2 separate regions of the Mus musculus genome follow, and region 2 is linked to region 1. The links are chromatin contacts, called in public Hi-C maps. All regions are on one chromosome and are shown on one strand. The core of a region is the stretch at or near the end of the contact, and the rest is flanking DNA. Distances in the headings are between cores, read along the strand shown.

Region 1 (5,306 bases), core at 2,380-4,879:
CTAGAGCTGTCTTCCTTTGTGATTTCTTTATTGTTTCTCTTTCCACTTTTAGATATTGAATGGTTTTGTTCATTTCCTTTGCCTGTTTGATTGTGTTATTCTGTAATTCTTTAAGGGATTTTTGTGTTTCATTTTTGAGGGCTTCTACCTGTTTACCTGTGTTCTCTTATATTTATTTAATGAAGTTATTTCTGTACTTCTTGAAGTCCTCTATCATCATCATGAGAAGTGATTTTTGACCCAAATCTTGCTTTTCTGGTGTGATGGTGTATCCAGGACTTGCTATGGTCAGAGAATTGGGTTCTGATGATGCCAAGTAACCTTGGTTTCTGTTGTTTATGTTCTTTATGCTTGCCTTCTAATTATCTCTAGTGCTACCTGCCCTCACTATATCTGACTGGAGCCTATCCTTCCTATGATCCTGTTGTGTCAGAACTCCTTAGAGTCCAGCTGTCTCTGGGATCCTGTGATTCTGTGATCCTGTGATCCTGAGATCTTGGGTGTGTCAGAGCTCCTGGGAGTAAAGCTATCTCTGAGACACTGAGATCCTGGTGTGACCAAGCACCTGGGATCCTGGTCATGTTAGAGCAACTGGGAGTGGAGCTTCCTGTGTCCCTGGATCCCACTTGTCCCAGTTACTCTCAGTGGTGTTGGGACAGATGTTGTGTCCTCCTCTGCTCTTAGCATTTTTTTTGTGTTGAGTTTCTTTAACTATGCACCCACTTGTATGCAGTACAGGCCCTGGTCAATGTTACTATACAACCATACAGGGGAAGATATTTCTTTGCTTGAGGCAGGTTGGCAAATAATCCCAGAAAAGCCTTCTAACTGTATTTACTTAAGTTCTGTATGTGGCTTTGAATAAAGGAGAAAACAGGGTTTCCTGGTTAGTGCACTGTATACTTCTGAGCAACTGCTATAGCTTGGATGGAAGGTCATTTACAAAGGTCACCTCTGGCAGGAAAACTAGGGGAAGCTCTTAAACAGAAGAGTGCATGCAGGTACGACCAGGAGAGCATCCTAGCATTCTGAACAAACATTCTAATCACAAGACTGTGGCTCCTTCTAATGTCCCAGGAAAAGTCACTACTCCTCAACTCAATACCCCAGAATTTTCCACTTCTTTTAGGATCTTGCCCCCCCCCCCCATTATTTCTTTCACATAATTTGAATTTCCTGCCTGGATACCTTTGCTTGTATTACTCCATCCACTTGGAAAGCTCTTTGTTTTTACACAATTAGTATGGTGCCCATCCCTATGGTCAAACCCTCTTCAGTTCCACATGGCACAGAGATGTACTCCCATGGGAGCTATGGGGAGAGTAAAATATTGTCTATGTTATGAATCATGTAAAGCTGGAGGACAAGACATTTCCACACAAGGTGAACATGTACAAATTAGCTTGGGATAGAAGCAAGGCTTGCCTGGCCACCCTGAGTCAACCAGGGGAGGTTGGGAGGACCCAACCTTATAGGAATCCTAATGTTACAGACACAGAAAACATAGGGAACAGGAATGGTAATATATGTAGTAGGTGTATACCACTAACCCAGAGTCATTTGAAAGACTATGCCTGTCTTAGTCAGGGTTTGTATTCCTGTACCAAACACCATGACAAAGAAGCCAGTTGGGGAGGAAAGGGTTTATTCAGTTTATGCTTGCACATTGCTGTTCATTGCCAAAGGAAGTCAGGACAAGACACTGAAGGAACTTGGAGGCAGGAGTTGATGCAAAGGCCATGAAGAGGTGCTGTTTACTGGATTGCTTCTTCTAGCTTACTCAGCTTGCTTTCTTATAGAACCCAGGACTACCAGCCCAAGGATGGCACCACTCATAATGGGTTGGGCCCTCCCCCTTTGATCACTAATTGAGAAAATGCCTTACAGATGGATCTCGTGGAGGCATTTCCTCAAGGGAGGCTCCTTTCTCTGTGATAACTCCAGCTTGTGTCAAGTTGACACACAAAACCTGCCAGCACAATGCCCTAACCATCTTTCAAAACATGAGCTAATGCATTTCTTTTCTGGAATATTTCTCTGACTAAAGAAAGCTTAACTAAATACTTTCTCTGAATCTGTCTGCTACTTTCTTTATAGTACCTCCTATAGTTTCTCTCTCTCTCTCTCTCTCTCTCTCTCTCTCTCTCTCTCTCTCTCTCTCTCTTTCTCCCTCTCTGTCTCTCTCTTTTTGTCTCTCTCTGTCTCTTTATCTCTCTGTCTCTTTTTTCTGTGTCTCCGTCTCTGTCTCTCTCTCTCTCTCTCTGGTGTGTGTGTGTGTGTGTGTGTGTGTGTTTGTATGTGTGTTTTGAATTGTTTATATTTGCTTCTCTTCCTTTCTTAAAAACTTAGGTTCTTTAAGCAGAGGTACTGTATCACTCATGATAGAAACCTACTAACTGTCTCACACAATGAATTAATAAATGCAGCTAATTTAATCTGAACAAAAACTTAAAAATACACTCATTCCAGATAGGGGAAGGTTCTCCCTGAGTTTACCATAGAGGCTGTCAAAAGCTTCCTATAGCACAATATGAATGGACAGGTTCCTACTGAAGGTCTATTGATCTTACAAGGAAATGGTGATGCATTTGGGGTGGGGTGCAGAGGTACTTTTATCTAGGCTGTAGATCATTATAATGGGGAGAATAGTGAAAGCAATTTTGCATGGAAACAATCTCCAGCTGCCTGTAACTTTGGTTCAGCAAATGTCACCGTGCAACTATTTACTACAGTATTTATTACTCTGTCATTAGCTCATAAATAATACCAACCTAGCAACCAAGGGACGATGCCATGCAACAGCGACCGTGATAAGAATTTAAGAAGGCAAAGAAGCCTATGTTCACATCTAAGGAGGAGGCGTAGAGGGTAAACTCTAGCAATTACCAAGACTCATAACTTTCCCTATAAAAACAATCTGAGCAAAACTGAAAGGGTGCTTAGAGTAGCATTCCTCACTAGAACACCCTCATAAAACCACAGAACCCACTGGATATAGCTATATCTGTCATCGGCCTGGGGCAAATAAACCTCAAATTGGTGGGGATGATGTCAAAAGGAATCCTTTTTGGTTGTCATATTCACATTGAAATTCTGATTCTGAGTACTGAAGGAGAGCTGGGAGCCAACTGGTTTGTTAGTTGTGTTTTTCTAAGTGAGAGCTGAGAGATGTAAAGAAACTTGGGACAAAGCCCTCTAATCTTCTGCTCCATTTTTGTTGTGGTTCGGTTTGCTTTGGTCCTATCTTTTAATGGCCTGGAATGTTTTATTGGGCCTCACAGCATCAAGCTTACATCTTGCAAAATATTGCTTCCCTACTTTACCATTAGATAAATAATTTCTAGAAGCTTTCACCAAGATTCTTGGCAGGAGGGGTGTTTGTTTGGTTGATTGGATTTGGGTTTGGGTTTGTTTGTTTGTATTTCCCTTCAGGCCTTCTGACCACTCACTTTTTGTTAATCACTCTGGGCCTCCTGCTCTCATCCCCAGTTTGAATGCTGGAATGATCCATGAAATGAGATCACTCATAAAAGAAGCGAAATCTCTTTCATCTTCAAATCTCCTGGGCTCGGCACTGACGCTTCTTGTGTAGAACTCAGAACATTTGGAATCAATGTGAGCAGATGGGTGGAGGCTGTATTTTCAGCTTCGTGAGTCACTGCAGAAATGAGCCCAAGGATTTCATTTCAGCCTTCCATGGTGTTGGCTCCAGGGACCATTCAACTACTGCTAGTACTTGCAAGTTGGATAACCAGCCCTTGAACCTCCCTGCATCTTAATATCTCTTATTGCAACATGAGTTTATAATAGCTCCCTCATTGTCTTCATGTTAAGATTAGGCCAAAGTGTTTAACCCAAAACTTGTCCTGCCTCTAAGATCTGCAAGGATAAAGATGGAGCCGAGACTGAGAGAACAGTCAACCATTGACTGGCCCAACATAAGAGCTGTCCCACGTGAGAGAGATAACTCCTGATACTATTAATGATACTCTGCTTTTCTTGCAGGAACCCAGCATAACTGTCTCCTGAGTATCTTCATGGATCAGTGGATATAACAGATGCAGAGACCCATGGCTAACCTCAGAGAGTCTTGTGTACAAGTGGGAGAGAGGACAGAGCAACCCAGTGAGATCATGGACACCACTAGAAGACCTATGATGTCAACTAACATGGGCCCAAAGAGGCTCACAGAGACTGAACCACTAATCAAAGAGCATGCAAGGGCTGGGTCTAGGCTTCTCCCTACATTTGCAGAAGATATATCGATTGGTCTTCATGTGAGCGAGTCCCCTAACAGTTGGAGCAGGGGACTGTGTCTAAATCTGTTGCCTGCCACTGGATCACCTTCCCCTACCCGGACTCCTGGTTGGGTCTCAGTGGGCAAGGAGGTGCTTTGTGCTGCTGGGACTAGAAGACCCAGGGTAGGGTGGTACCCAAGGAGGGCTTTTAGGGGGAGGGATTTGATAGGACTGGGATTGGAGGAGAGGAAGGTGACTGGGGGAAGCAATGTGAACAATTTAAATCATGAAAAAAAAAAAGAATAACTTTAATGCAATGAGTGGTTCTCAACCTTCCTGATGCTGCAAGACTTTTTTACAGTTCATCATATTGTGGTGGCCTCAGTCCATAAAGTTATTTTTCGTTACTACTTTGTAATTGTAATTTTGCTACCGTTTGGGATCGTAATATGAATACTTTTAGAGATAGAAGTTCACCATAGGGGTCTCGGCCCACAGGATGAGAACTGTTACTTTAAACTACACCCACACTTCCAGGAAAAATATGATGACCTCCAGAGTGGCACCTTCAAAGCCACTCCACTGAAGTTTTCTTTTCCCAAATTATGTCCATACCTTTCCTTTGTTAATTACTTTTCTTCCAAGCCCTTAAACCATTACTATTCAGAAATATTGCCAACGAGATATCTGTGTCACAGTTGTGACCAGCCACTTCCACCCAATGTGCAGTGCAGATCCATGGATAAGCAGTCTCAAATTCATTATCTGGCAGAGCAGGAAATAAGAACAAAGCTTGGCCCTTAACCTTGTTTTGGTAGATTTTAGAGACAAGTTAAGAAACGATTCAAAATCAGCTCCCGAAGGCACAGAGGTTGGAAGGGGGAGGTTTTCTTGAACCTTTACAAGAAACACACAAGTTTTCTTGCCACATTCAATCTTGACCTTACCCCTACCTCTGATGAAATGCTTTTTCCTACTGTAAGTGCAAGAAAGAGAAAAAAATAAAATAAAAAGGCAATAGAAATAGCATAAGTCAGAGCACCACCTGAAAGGTCTGGTCTCTTACAG
Region 2 (5,281 bases), core at 1,227-3,726, 140 kb after region 1:
GCTGAAGATGCCAGTGACTGGCTTCGAACATCCATCTGTCTCAAATTGACTAACTCAGGGAGCTGGCATGCAGAGATAATGAATTCAAGGTCATAGGATCAAGTTCATGTGCATCCAAGCCAACTAGCTTGGGGAGAGTGGTGGGTAAGGCAGAGGCCATGGCAGTTGGATCGCCTCCAGCCTCATTGGCTCTGTGTGCATACAGCACTGGTTGCCAAAAGAGAAAGCTGGCAGGAGTGGGTGGATTGCAACATCATTTGATTTAAAGAGCATTGGTTGAGATGCCAGCTGAAAATAGTATGCCTCTCAACTTAGAGGAGCTAGCAGAGAGAGTGAGGCCTGGGCTCAGTCTTCCAGAAGCTCCCAGACTGATAAATGAAAGGAGCCAGAGCTTTGTGTCCTATAAAGGCTGGGAAAGGGAAGGAACATAACAGGAGTGGGAGCCTGGAGCTTAAAGATTAAGAAAAGCCCATGGAGGTACAAGGACCGCAACATCTTAACAGAGCTTTGGGGAATAATTATTATTACTTCATCAAAAATAAACAGGAAGTATGTGAGGCAGTGAGTATACTCTTAGGATCCTCCTTCAGCAATGACTAGAGGTTTCAGCTCTCCCTCCAAAGTCAGTTTCCTTTATACAAATTCTCTCTTCTCAAGGCTTTTTAACCATTCATCATCATTGTAAACTAGTGATTGTAGTGATTTCATCAGTATCCCCTCCATGCATGGCCATGGTCACCATATGACATCATCCCTGCTTGCAGGCTCCCGTGTTTAGACATCTGGTCCTGTTTCCAGCTGGTGCTGCTCCTTTTTGAGTGTGGGGTCTGGCCAGCAGAAACGGAACCCCAGGGGTTAGCCTTAAAGGGTTATGGCCAGGCCCTGCTTTAGATCCAGATCCCATGCTTTCTGCTTCCCAATCAGCCAAGATGTGAAAGAGGTGCTTTCTCACTTTGCAGCTGCTGCAGATGACGCATGGTCGTCCCTCGGTTACACCATGCCCTCTCTGGTGTGCTGTGGGATCTGAACATGAGATCAAAATCCTTTCTTTCTTAAGTTGCTTCTTTCTAGCCACTAGAAAAGTAACTGAAGCAACCACACCTTATTTATTTAAATCAAGCAGCAGACTGGATCCGTTCCATGCATGACAGTTTGGTGAGTGTTGCTTTACATAATGAATTGAAGAACAAACTGCCTATTGTCAATACAAGGTACATTGATAGGGAATAAGGACCATGATCCAGGACGGGATCAGGGACCAGAAAGAGTTGTTTTTAAGACAGTTGCTAAAGTGAGCCACTAGAGCTTAGTCCCAAGAATAAACTGAGGAGTACAGTTAAAATCCAACCTCAGAATCATCCCAACCCTAGGCAGAAGAGGGCTGAGGTCTTAATATGTCCTCTCATATTCCCCACAGCTTTAGAGCTGCTCCTAGGAAGAAATAGTGTTTCCTGGAAATTCCAGCCCATGCAAATCTTAGGAAGATTGAGTGTTTCGTTTTCTTTGAGCATGGCAGCACTGGCCCCAGGGGTCAGGAGAGCGATTCAGAAGCAGCAGGAAGATCTTTGGTGCTGGAGAAAGTATACTGTCTGAAGTTGGCTCTGTCCTTTGCATCAAGCCTGCTTTCAGCTCACTCACCCTTCATACTGATTGAATAAAGACATTGAAATATCTTAAGAAAGAGTCTGACTATGGAGAGAGCTGAATCCAAGGCCACATCATCAGAACTCTGCCTCTGATTCTTTAAACCCCAGCCAAGGATTGGCTGTTTTAGGTCAGGGTAACCTAACATCGATGTTTCTGTAACTGAGTGTGTATTCACTTGATGACAACATCTTTTCTAAAAGAATGAAGAGATCCTGAATAGGCCTGTGTAAGCACACAGTAGGTCCTCAGTATGGCTAACCTTCAAACCATTCTCACCTGTGATATAAGTAGAATATACTCACTTTGTAGAAAAGAACAAAACAAAATTCTTGCCTTTTATTATTTTGAGGCTCTTCTTCGGCCCGATTCCACAAGCTAATGTGCTCTTGCCAAATGCAGCTGTGGACTCATCAGGAAGACTTTGCCTCTGCCGACTCTTCTTGCACTCGCTTAGTGGATGGCACAGTGTGCTGCTTGAGTAAAGCCGCAGTGCTGCTGGCTGATGGGAGTTGAAACCACAGAGCTGAAGCCCTGCGTCCAGAAGCAATTTCATTCTCATTGCATGATCTATTCTTCTCACTGGCTGTCCCACCGAGCCTGACTCCGTGGGAGAGAACCGTTCTTGCCCAGCCATCATGATGTTCCAGAACCCTGGGGCTCTTCCAAGCAGCATATTTTCAGGCTCATTTCATTTTCTGTCTTGGATTCAACCATCTGGAAAAGAAGTTGGGAGAATGACGCCCCATCTCTTGTCCCACCGGACTTGGAGAGGACATGCCAGCCAAGTTCATGTCAATCTGTTTGTAGATTGGCAAAGGAAAGAAGACCCCCCAGGGCCCCCTGGTGCTGATTGGGACCATGTGCAGCTGCTGGTGGAGTCAGCTCTTTCTGGTTCCCCACCCTGTATGAATATCACGAGTCAGCTTGGCCAAAGTGAACATACAGAGAGAGGAGAAAACTCCTGTCTGTCACTCTTCTTCCCAACCTCAAAGGCTAGCTGTGGAAGAAATTCACTGTCAGGGAATCAACAAGCAGATCTGGGCCTAGGTCAGGAGAGAGTAGTGACATTGCAGAAGTGACCATTGGATAAGATATTCAGCATAGAGGCAGCCCCATGGAGCACAGGACAGATTCCTGCATTGTCTCCTGGCTCTGCCTCTTTCTAGGTCTGTAAACTATGGTGCTTATAACATCCTGTGTCCTCAGCATCCTCATGTGTGTGAAGAAGAACATGCTCTTACTGTTACAGCAAGAATCTCAGCAAAAATTCAAAACAAGGATGACAGACACTAGCCAGCTTTGTAACTGTCATTCACACTGATGGGTTTAGACAAGCTGACTTCAATCAAAAAAGGCACACTCGGAAGTCTTTGGTTGAAATCCTGGCTCTATTTCCAGTTTTCCAAAGTTTGACCCTGACTACTATAATTAAAAGACTTCACCATTCTTAGCCTTAGATTTCCATATTGAAAAACTAAGAAATAAATCCCTCTTGTAGAGGGCTGTGGTGGAATTTAAGTGGTCATGATTAGAATTACTTGAGAAAATAAATTTTTATTTATCCCTGACTCAAAAGTCAATGGATAAAACAAAATATAAAACAAATGATCAAAAGATGTTTCTTGAGTGCGTGAATGAATGAATAAGCCATTTAAAGCATGCATTACCAGACATAATCACACACACACACACACACACACACACATAATCACATTAAGCTAGGCTGCATTCTGAGCACGTCTCTGGTACTGTCACAATCAATCCTTTCAACTGAGAGATAGTTCTAGTGTGTGTGGCTATGATCTTTTAAGGACACTGCAAGTCTTAAAGAGATTAAGTAATACATCCCAAGTCACAAAGGTCACCCACAGAAAAGGTGATTCTAAACCACATCTCTGGACTTTAAGGACAATGGGCTCTTAGACTGACAAATCCAAACACAGGTCTCTGCACTTTTGCAGGTAGAGAGCAAAGCTTGGCTCTCATACCTGGTAACTGGCTGATGCCTACAAAGCATTTGCAAGCATTTCATATTCACCGACCCTGTGTCATCCCGATTTTACCAATGAGAAAATTGAGGGTTGATTAAATACCCCATTTCAATGCGAAGACTAAGTAACAAAGTCAGAATTTCAACTTAGGAAGACTGGCAACTGATCCTATGTTTCAAAAACACTCAAAGACCTGAATGCAGAGACACAGACACATGGCATCGTGTAGCAGGTATTCTTCCCCCTCACAGAATTCCTTTTTCAGACACCTTTGCATCAAAGGGAGCGGAGATTGCCATTCCATCCATCTGACTCTATGAATGGAGCCCTGGAACAAGGATTTGCAGAAGTCTACGATGGGTTCTAGACTCCTCTAGAAGGCAATCTGAAGTCTGGTGCTGCCTTGAGTGTCTTCCAGACTCACAGGAGAATGAGAAAACCCAAGTGACAGGCCCACAGAAGCTTTTGACCTTTTAACAGCCTGTGGCACATCTACAGTTCCTCTTGGCAAGACAGTTCCTCTTGGGCAAGTTCCTCCACCCACAAAGGCTCTAGACACAGCTGAATTGAATGGGGGAGGTATCGCCTTAGAGAAAAGGAAGTCTTAGCAATAAGAAGGAAAGCAAATGGCCTAGAATACAAAGAATCAGAACACAAGCTCCATTCATGCCATGCCTCTTCATGTAAGCACTCACCCTTTGATACCACCATCACCTAATACCTACTCTACCACCTCCATCCTAGCATCTACCTAACTTCAACACTCTGCACTCATCTCAGAACTTAAAACTGGCTCCTATATCTTACTAAGACCACTGGTCAGGATGTGGTCAGCCATACATACCTTGTCACTTACTCCCATATATATAGCTGCCTCCAGGAATCCTATCGATTACTTCTACATATGCAACCTCATCCTCCATGTTTTACTTCCCAAACTTCCATATTTCTTCATGCTTCCATCTAAGCATCTTTCTCCTCCAACCTACACACACACACACACACACACACACACACACACAGAGAGAGAGAGAGAGAGAGAGAGAGAGAGAGAGAGAGAGAGAGGGAGAGAGAGAGGGAGAGAGAGAGATACAAGTATGCATGCACATGCACACACATACACACGCTCCTGCCTCTCCAGTTCCTGTCCCTTCTCTGGCTACAGTCTTATTAATATCCATGATGCAACTAGAATCTGAGCCTCTTAAAGCTACAACTAAGATCTCTTTGAACCTGAATCTTTTGCCTCCCACGAGTACGTGCACATATGACACAGTGGATAAATGGTCACAATTTACTCCATTGTTGGAATCAAATGAGATGACAGATACTTTTGGTAACCAGAAAACAATCATGCAGGCTTACATGTACCACTTGATTATGCCTAAAATGAAAAGGTGAACTTTGCCCAAAGCCTATTTGAAAGAAATCCCTTGTACAGAAAATGTCACAGGATTTTAAAATGGTATTTATCACCACTTACAAGCAGCTATTTTTCTTTGTAAAGGAGCCACTATTTAGCTTTAGTTTATCTGTTCTTATAGATGTCAACTTGCTTTTATTTATATTTTACCTTATTTCAAAAATGCTTTAAAACCATTTCAAAGGATTTAACTATTTGTATGTGTTCTAGCATCTTCCAG

What was found. Hi-C and Micro-C count contacts between places; a contact is called where the count stands out from the background.
Region 2: a Hi-C map of uterus shows a contact between it and region 1, with 3 times the contacts expected there. The contact joins two enhancer-like sites. A contact is called at or near these places in 2 of 484 Hi-C or Micro-C datasets (cortical neurons and uterus) and 1 of 115 datasets of contacts at active chromatin or transcription factors (differentiating embryonic stem cells).

The regions. Positions count from the first base shown.
Region 1 is chr15:67,755,787-67,761,092 of GRCm38.p6, forward strand. No RefSeq gene overlaps it. Among named protein-coding and RNA genes, the nearest start is that of Zfat, 500 kb to the right of the region's middle. Within about 2 kb of position 3,630, at least 12 of the 459 cell types and tissues checked have an H3K27ac peak or open chromatin away from gene starts, as enhancers often do. A contact at or near this core is called in uterus, where this site is marked.
Region 2 is chr15:67,899,030-67,904,310 of GRCm38.p6, forward strand. No RefSeq gene overlaps it. Among named protein-coding and RNA genes, the nearest start is that of Zfat, 360 kb to the right of the region's middle. Within about 2 kb of position 2,477, at least 32 of the 459 cell types and tissues checked have an H3K27ac peak or open chromatin away from gene starts, as enhancers often do. A contact at or near this core is called in uterus, where this site is marked.